Regions from separate parts of the Oryctolagus cuniculus genome. Here region 1 is linked to region 2. The links are chromatin contacts, called in public Micro-C maps. All regions are on one chromosome and are shown on one strand. Each heading gives the region's core, a stretch centred on a gene start, on an enhancer-like site or on the middle of the called end of the contact. The rest is flanking DNA. Distances are from core to core; before and after follow the strand shown. Region 1 holds the start of FGF7 (fibroblast growth factor 7). Region 2 overlaps GALK2 (galactokinase 2).

Region 1 (6,335 bases), core at 311-2,810, 200 kb before region 2:
CAAATACTCATTTGCTTAGCTAAAAGTCAGTATAACTAGAACAATCTTCTAGAATTAACATACCTTTATTAATGCCAATAATAATAATAAAACCATAACTTAATTCATTAAATGGCCTTAACATCATGTATCAATTATAATTTTAAAGATCTCTCACTTTGACAATGGAAATTTATTGGCTGATTAGGTAAGAAGCCTAAAAGCAACTCAGTAAACAGCAAAAGTTTTAAGTAACTATTTCAAGCCTGGCACTGTTCTAGGTATGTGTGTTTACACCATCATTCCCATGTATTCCTTTATAACTGACTTTAACACACACATTATAAAATATGTACCATTAACATTGTCCTAGTGCTAGTAATGCAACAAAAATTCATGTTCATTGAGATATTTTAAATCTTTAATGTGTATGTTGAGATATATTTTGCCCCACTAAATTTAATATTATTGAAATTGGCTACTAATCCTGTTAAATGAAAAACCCATCCCTTAAAATTTCATCATGAATAGAAAAACTGATCCTTGGGGAATATATCTTTTCAACTGGAAATCATTGAATTAATATCTCTTCCAATTCATTTTTATTTCCTCACACTTATGTTTATCTTAAGGCAACATATAACTTGTGTGATATAGAAGATTTGGTTAAAGAAAATGTTAGAAGAAATCTATTTTTCTGTGTAGGTATATAATTAAGCAATTGTATAAGTTCATTATGACTTGACTGGATAAGGATACCATAGACTCCCTTCTGTTTCATAACTACACACAATTGGATAAGAATGCATTTTTAAACACAGTTTAAGTATTTTACATCATGAAATATTCTTTGAAAGGAAATCAAATCAATAAAAATAAATGAATTTTGTTTCTCACAGGAGTGATAAGTAGTTTTAGTGAGCATTTACTTAGTACTATATGACATTCCCTAATGAGTTTTGCTAGAAAATTATAAATCACATTTCATTGTGAATAATATATTTTACATTTTGCTTTATTTGTGAGCATTTTGAGATTAGGACATGCAACATTTATTTTCAAATTGTCTTTTGTTATCAATTCAAATATAATATTTATAATATTCATAATAATATTTTCCCTGTTCTAGAGGATATTTTTAAGGACATAGTTCAACTATCTCAAGTTAAAGAATTAGGTGACATTTCACTTAATTGCTTTAAAAGGAAAATGAGAAAGCATGTCCCCTGAAAATTGATCCTTTAACAGATTGTTAAAGTTCATAAGCAGTGCTTTAAACAAAAGACGTTACTTACTGTAATTGTTCTTCATCTCTTGAGTCCCTTTTACTTTGCCTCGTTTATCAATCCTCAGATACCACTGTGTTCGACAGAAAAGTCTTCTCACTCTTATATCCCCTCCTTCCATGTAATCATAACTTCTTGTATGTCGCTCAGGGCTGGAACAGTTCACATTTGCAGCCATTTGCTCTGGAGTCATGTCATTGCAAGCTAAAGATATAGTGGCCACTAGACAGATAATGTGAAAGCATGATCTGTAGAGCAAAGTTGGCAGGATCCATGTCAGTATCCATTTGTGCATTATAGTGTAGTGCTCCGGGTGTTCATGAATAACATAATGAAAATTAAATCTTGAGTTGATTGTTATTCCTAGGTCATTGACCTCTTCCTATCTTTGAATTGCAGATTGATTTAAGAAAGAGTAGTTGCTCTTTCCAAATGTTAGACTTATCCTTTTAGTTCCTGATAAAATATAGGATTCCTCCTTAAGTAACTCTGATATATCCTTATAAAAACAGGTTGTAATAAACTCAGTTGCTGCGATGCTGTTTGCTACTTGGCTTCTGTTTATAATGAGAGATTGGGAATGGGGAAGGGAGAAGAAAAGGAAGATAAAAATACTATGTATAAATTTCAGTGGCTAAATAGTATTATAACATGCAATGTAACTTATAGTACAAAGATACATTTAAAACAGCTTTCATAGAGGATGTCAGCATCTTTACCATTCTACATGTAGATTTATAAAAACTGTGCATTAATAGAGACAAATAAGAATTTGACTGTTCATATAAGAATATAAGAATTCATATGAGAATATGTCCATTCATTCCGGTTGCTATTTTGTAAGAAACATCCTGTACTTACAGCTATTTATTTAAATTAAGTTATACAGTTACTGTTAACAAAATATAAATGCTTTTCCTGGATTTCCTTATTATATGCTTTTACATTTTCAGTTATTTTCTCCTAAACAGCCCACATTTTCAAGTTAAGTGTCAGGAGTTCCCTGCAGAACTTCAGCTTTATCTTTACATAAGTTCTACAGCATAATTATATATTCACATAGCTCAGAAATCTGGTCACTTTACTTTTCCCTTCAACACTAAAACCAGAGAAAGAGACAAACTTTTAGAAAAACATTCAGCATTGTTTTTAAAGACAAATAACAGTAACTTACTTGTTCTGTTTATAACAGCTGGATACACAAGAATTCCATGTCTGTTGTCTGCCTTGTGCAACTTGAGCCTCTCTACTGTAGCTACAAACTATTTCTCAGCTGAGAAATTCTCCAGCAGAATCATAATTGTTTCCATAAATCAACAGGCAAGAGGATTTTCTTTCTGTGTGTGAGCGCGTGTATGCTTGTGTGTGTGTGTGTGGAGCCTTTTTATTCAGCGCTTTTCGATAAATACCTTTGCTGACCTCATTGGAAGCAATTAAAACTTAACCAGTGAGCTGTTAGTTGAATACAACAGCAAGAATAAAAAGAGGCTTGTATAGTATTCAGTGGTCATGAGAGGGAGCTATGAACATGGTTTATGTGTAAATCCACAAACGGGTACCTACTTTGAAAATAGATCTGATTCTGAGGTAGTTAGAAGAGGAAAGGGTAATTTTTACACCTTCTTTCCAGATCAGAGTTGTATAGATTGAAAAATATTCCCTGAAACATATATCCATATTATACACAGTGTTTTTAATAGTTAGAAAATCTATTCCATAACTTTCTGATATATGTATGTCTTTAATTGCTCCTTTGTACTCAAAATGCAAAAAAAAAAAAAAAACCTACTAATACATATTAACTCACATCTTAGTGTCTTAAAGCACTGCATAGCTGAGCTGATGGTGTATCTCTCCATACGGAGATAATTTACTGTTGCATATTAGTATACTTTTTATATCTTCTATTGTTAGGTTAAGAGTGAGAAGACCTAGTCTTATGTGAGTTGAGCCACTATTGATCAGTATGACCTTAGGCAAGTAATTTGATGTTTCTGAGTTGCAACTGCTACATTTGTAAAATTTGTACATTAATCTAAAAGAATCTGTTGTGCCCTGTAGTTTTAAAATTCTGTGACCTGTGACTTAGAATATTAATAAAGAAGATACATATTTTTAAAAATTAGTATTATTGAAAGTTAAAATATTTTACTTTAGTTACCAATATTTGACTTTTGACTCAACAAATTCATTGACACAGTAGACAAATGTCAATTTGGGGACAGAATTATAAGAGCTGTAGCTAATGTATATTTGAGAAACCTATTTTACTTTACAATACGGGTTATTCTGTCCTTTACATCCTGTTCTATGTATATGTATAGTAGAAATTCAAATGTTTTCTTAGATACTTCATGTTGAATAATTGTGTTGTCACTCTAAATAACTACTTAAGAATGTATATAAAAATTATTTTCCCCATGTTAGATACCTCTTTCCTCTCTCTCTCTCTCTCTCTCTCTCTCACACACACACACACACACACACACTTCTGTACTTGAAAATTAGGACTTCACCACTAGGTGGTGCATGTGGACCAAATAGGAAATAAAATTAAGTCTATTCATTTGTGATTTCTCTTTGAATTGATGCTTTTAAGACATAAAATCAAGCACACAGAATAGTTTAAATGTATCCAATTACTTTTTATGAACCGAATTATCCAAAGTGCTGAGTTTATTAAAGTTTATTAGAGAATTTTTCTATAGTTACCTCTTGAAAGCTGGTTTACTCAAAACACTGTATCATGTATTTCTCTAAAAGAAGAAAGAGGGAAAAGAAAGAGAATTTGATGCTATTGTGTTCTGAATGATACTTGGTAGTTTTGGAGGCTTCAGTAATGAGCAAGGTCAGAATCCCCAGGACTTGGATATTCCTTCTGAAGTAATGAAAATGATTAAGTAAGTATACCAAGTGAAGCTATGCAGAGCTACTGAATCCATCTGTTTCATGTGGACATTACAGACTTTAGATAGAAAAATCAACAGATTAGAAGTCAGTATTTGCTAAATAAATGCTTATGACTTCCATGAAAGTAACAGATAATTTGTTAGTAATAAGTGTTTGGCGCCTCCTTAATCTAATATACAGGATTAACCATAAAATTGGAAATAAAGAATAAAATTGTTATCTACGCATGTTAAGTACATTGGATGTTATTATACTCTATGATTTGGAAATGTTCACATGATCCCCATAATTTATTTTTTAAATATTTATTTATTTAAGGGACAGAGTTGTGGCATAGTGGGTAAAGCTACCACCTGCAGTGATGGCATTCCCACATGGGCCAGTTTGAGTCCCAGCTGCCCCACTTCCAATCCTACTCTCTGCTATGGCCTGGGAAAGTAGTAGAAGATGGCCCAATTCCTGAGCTCCTTCACCTTCATAGGAGATCCAGAATAAGCTCCTGGCTCCTGGCTTCAGACCAGCCCAGCACTAACCTTTGCGGCCAATTGGGGAGTGAACCAGCAGATGGAAGACCTCTCCCTCCCTCTGCCTCTCCTTCTCTCTGTGCTTAACTCTGACTTTCAAATAAATAAATTTAAAAAAAAGATTTATTTATTTATTTTGAAATCTGAGTTACACTTGGACAGAGAGATCTTCCATCTGTTGGTTCACTCCCTAGATGCTTGGAACAACCAGCACTGGACCAGGCTAAGGCCAAGAGCCGGGAGCTTCATCAAGATCTGCCATGCTGGTGGTAGAGTCCAAACAGTTGGGCCATCTGCTGCTGCTTTTCCCAGGCCGTTAGCACGGAGCTAGATTAGAAGTGAAGCACCGGGACATGAACCTGTGACCATATGGGATGCCAGCATTGTAAGAAGGAGGCTTTACCTGCTACACTGCAATGCCAGTCCCAATCCCTATGCTTTTAATGAGAAGATTAATCTAAACCAAAGAACAACATCCATCATTTAAATTCTTTGATTATTAGTTTCCCAACTATAGAAAAAATAGTTCAAGTTGGGCCCACAGACAGTTTCTCTAGTATCACAGTTGTAAGGGAAAATCTCAGTTAGATTTCACTGACACTCTTACTATACTTCAGGAGGAATTCTATGGGAACTGAGATACCTCAGATATCTCTAAACAGGGTAATCCTCCAGGGTTTTTATGTTCTAAATTGGCAACCATTTATTGCTCTTTTTAAAATATACATTAGTGATAGACTAAGCACAAAAATATCTCAAAGATTGTTTTTCATTTGTTGTTTATGGATTGAGTTAACTTTATTGTTTTATTGTCTCTGAGTTTTAATTTTGCAAGACAAAAAAGATTCTTCTGTTACTAAAAATTGGCTCTTCAATGTCTTTCAAAAGTAGAGGCTAGCACCTGAAATTCTTCAGAAAGAAACAATAATTTACCAGTGAATACCATGAAAACAGGCAGTTACAAAAATAATAATTAACCATCCAATAATGCTTAAGCAAGTTTTAGTATATCCTGCATTCTATAAGGAGGTAAATGATAAAAAGTATGTATAATATAATCAATAGAAGGAAACATCATTTAATACTTTGATTACTTTGTGGACCTTTTTTCAAAGATTTTATTTATTTATTTGAAAGAGTTTCAGAGGCAGAGGGAGAGACAGAGAGGAAGGAAGGAAGGAAAGAAGGATGTTAGGAAGGAAGGAAGGAAGGAAGGAAGGAAGGAAGGAAGGAATAAAGAGAGAAAGAGCGAGAGAGAGCAAGAGAGAGAGAGAGCGAGAGAGAGGGAGAGAGAGTTCCCATCTGCTGGTTTACCCCCAGATTGCTGCAACGGCCAAGGCGGATCCAGGCGAAAGCCAGGAGCTTCATTTAGGTCTCCCACATGGGTGGCAGGGGCCCAAACAGTTGGGCCATCCTCTGCTGATTTCCCAGACCATTAGAATAGAGCTGGATCTGAAGTGTAGCAGCCAGGACATGAATCGGTGCCCATATGGAATACCTGCATCATAGGCAGCTTTACCAGCTATGCCACAATGCCAACCGCACTCTAAAGTCTTAAATTCTGTCCTGCTTCCTGTGTTTCTTTTCAGTTCCCATCTGTTCCCAAAAATATGGTCATTGTTAGTAGTTTCTTCTA
Region 2 (6,786 bases), core at 2,652-5,151:
CCATCAACTCTATTTTCCATCTATGTTCCAATGAATAAAGCCAGAGACATGGGTAGAATCCTTGACTCCTGCTGTCCCCCATCCCTACACCCAATCAATGGCCAAGCCCTAATGATTCTGAGATGTGCCTTGAATCTTTCATCCAATCCATTCTCAGTGTCACTTCCCTATACCAAATCACCCCTGACAACAACATTATTACACTCAAATCTAAACTTAACCTTGTCACAATTCAGACATGATCATGTTACCCTCTTCTTATAACCCTGCAATGGTTTTCCATAGAAATCAAGATAAAGTGCAAATTGTTCAACATTTTTTACAAGGCCCAGCATCTGATCTCCTACCCTGCTACCCAAGTTACTACATGTTCCACACTTACTGAACCCCTTTTAGTTCCTTCAACAAGCCTGATCACTTTTATTTATTTATTTTTTTGACAGGCAGAGTTAGACAGTGAGAGAGAGAGACAGAGAGAAAGGTCTTCCTTTTCCGTTGGTTCACTCCCCAAATGGCCACTACAGCAGGCGCGCTACGCCGATCCGAAGCCAGGAGCCAGGTGCTTCTTCCTGGTCTCCCATGCGGGTGCAGGGCCCAAGCACCTGGGCCATCCTCCACTGCACTCCCTGGCCACAGCAGAGAGCTGGCCTGGAAGAGGGGCAAGCGGGACAGAATCCGGCGCCCTGACCGGGACTAGAACCCGGTGTGCCGGCGCCGCTAGGCGGAGGATTAGCCTAGTGAGCCGCGGTGCCGGCCGCCTGATCACTCTTATACCAGATTGTTTCCACATGATGTTCCTCCCACCTGATATTTCCTTATCTCATGTTATTAGCACTATAATCCCATCAACATTTTTTATTTTTCTTTATTTTATTCTATTTATTTGATAGGCAGAAACAGACAGCTCCTATCTACTGGTTCATTCTCCAAATGCCCACAAGAGTCAGGGCTGGTCCAAGCCAGAGCTGGGAGCTGGAACTCAATCCAGTTCTCTCATGTGGGTAGCAGGAACCCAACTACCCAGGCACTCTGATATGTGTTGTAGGCATCCCAAACAGCATCTCAACAACTATACCAAAAGCTCACTCCTCCATTAGTTTTGTCTTGTATTTGATTTCCTTTCTCTCTTCCTTTGTTTCTTTCCTCTTTTCTTTCTTCCTTCCTTCCTGCTTTCTTTTTCTTTCATTTTCTTTCTTTTCTCTTTTTCTTTATTTCTCTCTTTCATACATAGAGAGTGAGACAAAGATAGAGATCTATCTGCTAATTTATCCCCCAATTGCCTTCAACAGCCAAGACAGGATCAAGCCAAAGCCAAGAACCTGGAATTCATCCAGGTCTCCCCTCATGGGTGGCAGGGACCCATTTACTTGAGCCACAATTACTGCCTCCCAGGCTGAATATCAGCAGGAAGCTGGATGAGTAGAAGGCTAGGACTCAAACCCAGGCACTGCAATATGCAATGCAGGCATCCCAAATGGTCTCTTAACCACTGTGCCAAATGCCATCCCCCATTAGTACTTCTTGACTAATATCTACAATTCCTTGACTCCTTTATGTCTCAGGTGAGATGTCCTATGCTCTCTAAATCTGTGTTAAATCTGTTCCCATACCACACTACTTACCCAACTGCCACATTATAACTGCCTATATATTTGTCTCTATTCCCCTTTAAGACCATAAGTACAGTAAAGTTTAAGATGGTATGTATTATATCTCAATACTTTAACATCACTCAGCACAAAGCAGCCATTAAATAAATATTGGATGAATGATGAAAAAACAAATGAACAAACTACCAGACTGAAAGTTGAACCTATTTCCCCCTTGCTTTCTCTCTTCTCTAAAATCAAATAATAAGTAATTATCCTTAGTTACTTATCATCTGCCCCAAATAAGTCATTGCTTACAAAGGACTAATTATGTATACTTACACATGACACTAAGGCAAAGAATTCATTCTATCTTTGCCTTTGCCTTCTCTTTCATTGTTTTCCTTTTCCCCACATATAAAATGTTCAAACTAAAAATTTAAACACACTTAAAAGAGACTAAGTATGTGACTGACCTTCTCTTCTGCTGCCTGCTGCCTAGTTTGTTCCCAAACTACCTGTAAACTTTGCAGTGTCTTACAGGGGCAGAGAAGAACCTATGATAACATTTTATTTGAACCAGAATGCCAAAACATTAATTAAAGCTGAGCACATGCACTCCGAACTGCAAGTCAGAGATTTATGTGAACTTGTAAAGTTGAGGCTTTCTGGCCTCTTGCAGGATTTACATTTCCTTTAAATAAGCATTTCCTCTTTTAAATGCCATTTTTTTTTTTTTTAGTTTATGTTAGTGACTAACCTGCCAGCATAAACAGATTTGCTGTTCAGTTCCTTTATTACCTGCTCTTTATCCTTTTCACCCACTGCTTGTCAAATATTTAAATTTAAGGTTTTAGGTGCAAATAAGCAGATTCAGCCACAAGACCTAGAATTTCTTGCTCTAAATTTACTTTGTTAATGAAGTCACTGAAATATACCTTCAAACTGCATACTTAATCCAAGAACATTTTAATACAGTTATTCATAGATCGGTTCACTCACTATCTTATAGTGATTTAACACAAGCAAGACTTGGTAATTTAACATGCTTGCCCACCTGTGCTGTCCTTTCAGGGAACACAAGGTTTCTTGATCTTGAAGGATATTCTGATTTTGAGATTCGGATGCTAATGCCTTTAGAAAGAAAGGCTGCTGTGAGCACTACTATAAAAGGTGGTTACCTTGGATAGGTTCATTCCCAGTGCTGTGAGTGTCACCAAGCCAGCACAACAAACTAAGGCACTGGAGCTGGAGAGGCCAGAACTTGGCGGTATGTTTCCATCTACCAGGCAGTTCATTCCAGTCAGGTCACTGAGACCAAAGTGTTCCTAAGAACATAAGGAAAAACAGCAATAGTCATTTCAGTGTTGAATTTAAGGAGTAGTATAACCTTCAGAGAACAGAGGTTCACCAGTAGACTTCTTATAATATTTATAGAAACTAGGTGTACAATTCAATTTAATTGGGACTATACATAACATTTTTTTTTTTTTTTTTGACAGGCAGAGTGGACAGTGAGAGAGAGAGACAGAGAGAAAGGTCTTCCTTTGCCGTTGGTTCACCCTCCAGTGGCCGCCGCGGCCGGCGCGCTGCGGCCGGCGCACCGCGCTGATCCGATGGCAGGAGCCAGGAGCCAGGTGCTTTTCCTGGTCTCCCATGGGGTGCAGGGCCCAAGCACTTGGGCCATCCTCCACTGCACTCCTTGGCCACAGCAGAGAGCTGGCCTGGAAGAGGGGCAACAGGGACAGAATCCGGCGCCCCGACCGGGACTAGAACCCGGTGTGCCGGCGCCGCTAGGCGGAGGATTAGCCTAGTGAGCCGCGGCGCCGGCCTATACATAACATTTTATTTAATGGCTCTTGGCCAATGGGTAAGGCAACCTGAAAATCACTTTTTTACTTTGTTCACCAAAAAGCTACTGGTCCATTTCCTAAAATTGCTGTGAATATTCTTATATATTGAATTTGAGCAAATGCAAAAAAAAAAAAAAAAGACAATGAAAGTTCAACATGTCAAGTATAAGAAAAGAAAGACACAATTATCAGCAAAGTGGGTTAAAACTCCACATAGTACATCTCCAGCATTCTTGCATTATAAAAATTCTAACGCCTAGAGAAGTGCTGGCTTCTATGCACTGTCTCGCTTCAGAAAGTCCTCTGGAAAACAGAGTTTCAAGGTTTCTCAGTTCTATTTTACTTACAGAAAAACCTAGGCACCAAGAGATTAAGCGACTTTCCCAATATCACACATAGGGAGCTGGGAATAGGTCTCGGTTCTCAGATTCCCACTGCAGTTAGAAATCGGGGCCAGCATACTGTCACTGTGATTTAATGGAAGTCAGCTATATGAGGAAATCCAGATTTCTCCTCAAGTTTATAGATACAATTTGGCCATATGGTAGCTTTAAAGACAGCCAAATTAGAATTCAGCCACAAATGAGAATGGAGACTCTAAACAAGGCAGGGAAACTCTGTTTCTACAAATAGGGAAGTCCAAAGAAACAGTAAGACTCAGACTTAGACACAAAGCTCTAATATACTCACAGGACTAACTGGGACTATGACACTGGGTGATATCATATAGCCTTTGTGGTTTAGGATTAAAGATAAATTCAAGGCCACCTCCTCCTCAAGAAAAAGTACCCTCATCTTTGCAAGGCTCACGCAACTCAAGACCAAAGTATGAAATGCTATTATGTTACCTAATTATGCATTTCATCATACACATTATTCTAGGGAGAAATTTCAATACACTAGATAGAATAGCCAGAGTAACAACAAAACTCTGCAAATAAAAGATCATTTCTTTCCTTAATTTTTTTTGTCCTTTTCTCCTAGCTGGCAAAACTCATGTACCACAAAAGAAGAGATTCACTTGGATGTGCTTCTCTTTTTTATTTCAAGTCATTGAAAAATTTCCTTCCAGAAATACAAATTATAAACTGAAACACTGCTTCTGCCAGTGCCCTTTCATACAGAATGTTAGACAGCTTGCTTAAAAAAATAATCCTTGTAGGATACTATCTATTTAACTATAAACTGATCTACAGGGTGTCTTGAATGTGAGTCAGACTTACAAACTTATCACACAGTGTTTAAATTAAAATGTACAACAGATTCAAAAATGCAAATGGCTTATGCCAAGTTCTGTAATAGCTCTATCCCAAAAGGATACATGTTCAATTTTGTATAAACAGATTATTCTTTGGAACTTTCTAGTATTTTAATTTGAAGGTTTCTGAACAGGCAAACATTTATACTACTTTTCTGCTAGAAGTTCACTGTACAAACCTGCTCTTGCACATAAGTTGTCAAACCAAAGAGGAAGGTTTTTAACACAAAATGCTCAAAAACAACACAACGTGCATTATTTAGGCCATTTTACCCACACACTACAAACAGACTTGTTGTTGTATGGAAAACACAACTGCATTTGCCAGGCAAATGCTTCCAAATACTGTAATTCCCACTAATACTTCTGACAAGCCAGATGGTTTGAAGGTTTAGAACCTGCCAATAACTTTTCCCATAAGTTATTACCACAGGAGAAATAAAACACACACACACACAAAAGACAGTAATGAATGTGGTAACTCTAAGAAAAGATACCACATTTAGAGTTCAGGACTATGCATTTGATGCATCTCTGTAACAGATATGCCACTGAATCCTGGGCTACACACGAATAAGTTGTAAATATGACCACCGGGCAGTCAGGAACACAAGCTCTCTAAAACAAGAGTTAACATATCTGCTTTTGGTCTAAAAAGCAAAATCTACCTCTCATTGTTCTTTGCCTGTGATTCTCTCCAAGAGCCACTACCAATAACATAATTGTCTAAAATATTAAATTGTTATAAAAAGCAAATACCCATTTTCTTTTTTTAAAGATATTTATTTATTTATTTGACAGGTAGAGTTACAGACAGTGAAAGAGACAGAAAGGTCTTCCTTCCGTTGGTTCACTCCCCAAATGGCCGCTATAGCCAGGAGCTGCGCCGATCCAAAGTCAGGAGCCAGGTGCTTCTTCCTGGTCTCCCATGCGGGTGCAGGGGCCAAAGCACTTGGGCCATCCTCTACTGCTGTCCCAGGCCATAGTAGAGAGCTGGATCGGAAGAGGAGCAGCCGGGACTAGAACCGAAGCCATATGGGATGCCAGCACCGCAGGCGCAGGATTAACCAAGTGAGCCACGGCGCCAGCCCCCAAATACCCATTTTCTATTTTGTCCTTCATACTTTTTAAAAATTTATGAAAATGGAAGTATTTCCTTGTTCTTACACATGACATTAGATATTTTCAAGGGAATTATTCAATGTTTCTAGGAAAATACACTAGTGTATTTCACTGTATCTTTTTTAACCCCATCTGAGGTAAGCAGTAACAACACTACTTACCATTTATTGGATGCCTAACAACATCACACACTGTGTTATCCTCACAACAACCTCTGTTAAGAGAGCAGTAACATCTACTGATAAATCTGAGTCTTATGTGGCTAAGTTACACGCCTGAGTAGCATAGAGACTGAAATTCAGGACTGCCCAACTCTAAATTCTACTACAGTGTACTCCTTTATAGCTCAGGAACAAAATGTAAACAGTATTATGAGAAAGGATCTTCAAAAGATTCAAAAACCAGACAGAGGAGGTTCGTGTTTGGCACAGCAGTTAGGATGTCCATGTCCCACACTGAAGTGACTAGTTCAAGTCCCACCTCTGTTTCCAATCCAGCACACTGTTAAGGTGCACCCTGAGAGGAGGTGGTGAGGACCCAATTATTTGGGTCCTTGCCACCCATATAGGAGACCCAGATTGAGCTGATGGCTCTTGGCTTTGGCCTGGTCCAGCCCTAGAGGTTGCAGGTATTTGGGGAGTGAAAAAGAGCTCTCTCTATCATTATCTCTCTATCTTTCAAATAAATGAGGGGGAAAAAACCCAGTCATTTAAAAACAAGACAGACATTTGTCAGATATACCTGATTTATGAACAGCCAGCTATCTATGAAAGACCACTACCACCTGCTATGAGCAATACCCAGAAACATTCATATTCCCCCATCCTGTGAAAAATAAATTAGCAAAATAGAAATGTACATTAGTACTGAAAGGAAACAAAAATTGATACAGCAAATTTTAAAATGTGACATAGTACACACCACAATTTCATTTGCTAGTAGGTGCTTTACAAACCAATTTACC

The links. A called contact is a pair of places that touch in the nucleus more often than the background predicts.
Region 1: a Micro-C map of ear pinna shows a contact between it and region 2, with 14 times the contacts expected there. The contact joins the promoter of FGF7 here to the enhancer-like site in region 2. A contact is called at or near these places in 2 of 6 Hi-C or Micro-C datasets (ear pinna and an unstated tissue).

The regions. Positions count from the first base shown.
Region 1 is chr12:72,199,618-72,205,952 of mOryCun1.1, reverse strand. It overlaps FGF7 (fibroblast growth factor 7), which reads right to left and starts at 1,560. Exons shown (of 3, transcript NM_001195837.1): 1 at 1,275-1,560. The coding sequence starts at 1,560. The region is part of intron 10 of FAM227B (family with sequence similarity 227 member B); the gene reads left to right.
Region 2 is chr12:72,005,811-72,012,596 of mOryCun1.1, reverse strand. It overlaps GALK2 (galactokinase 2), which reads right to left. Exons shown (of 10, transcript XM_008269030.4): 4 at 6,786; 5 at 2,771-2,917. Among named protein-coding and RNA genes, the nearest start is that of GALK2, 40 kb to the right of the region's middle. Within about 2 kb of position 3,901, at least 1 of the 8 cell types and tissues checked has an H3K27ac peak or open chromatin away from gene starts, as enhancers often do.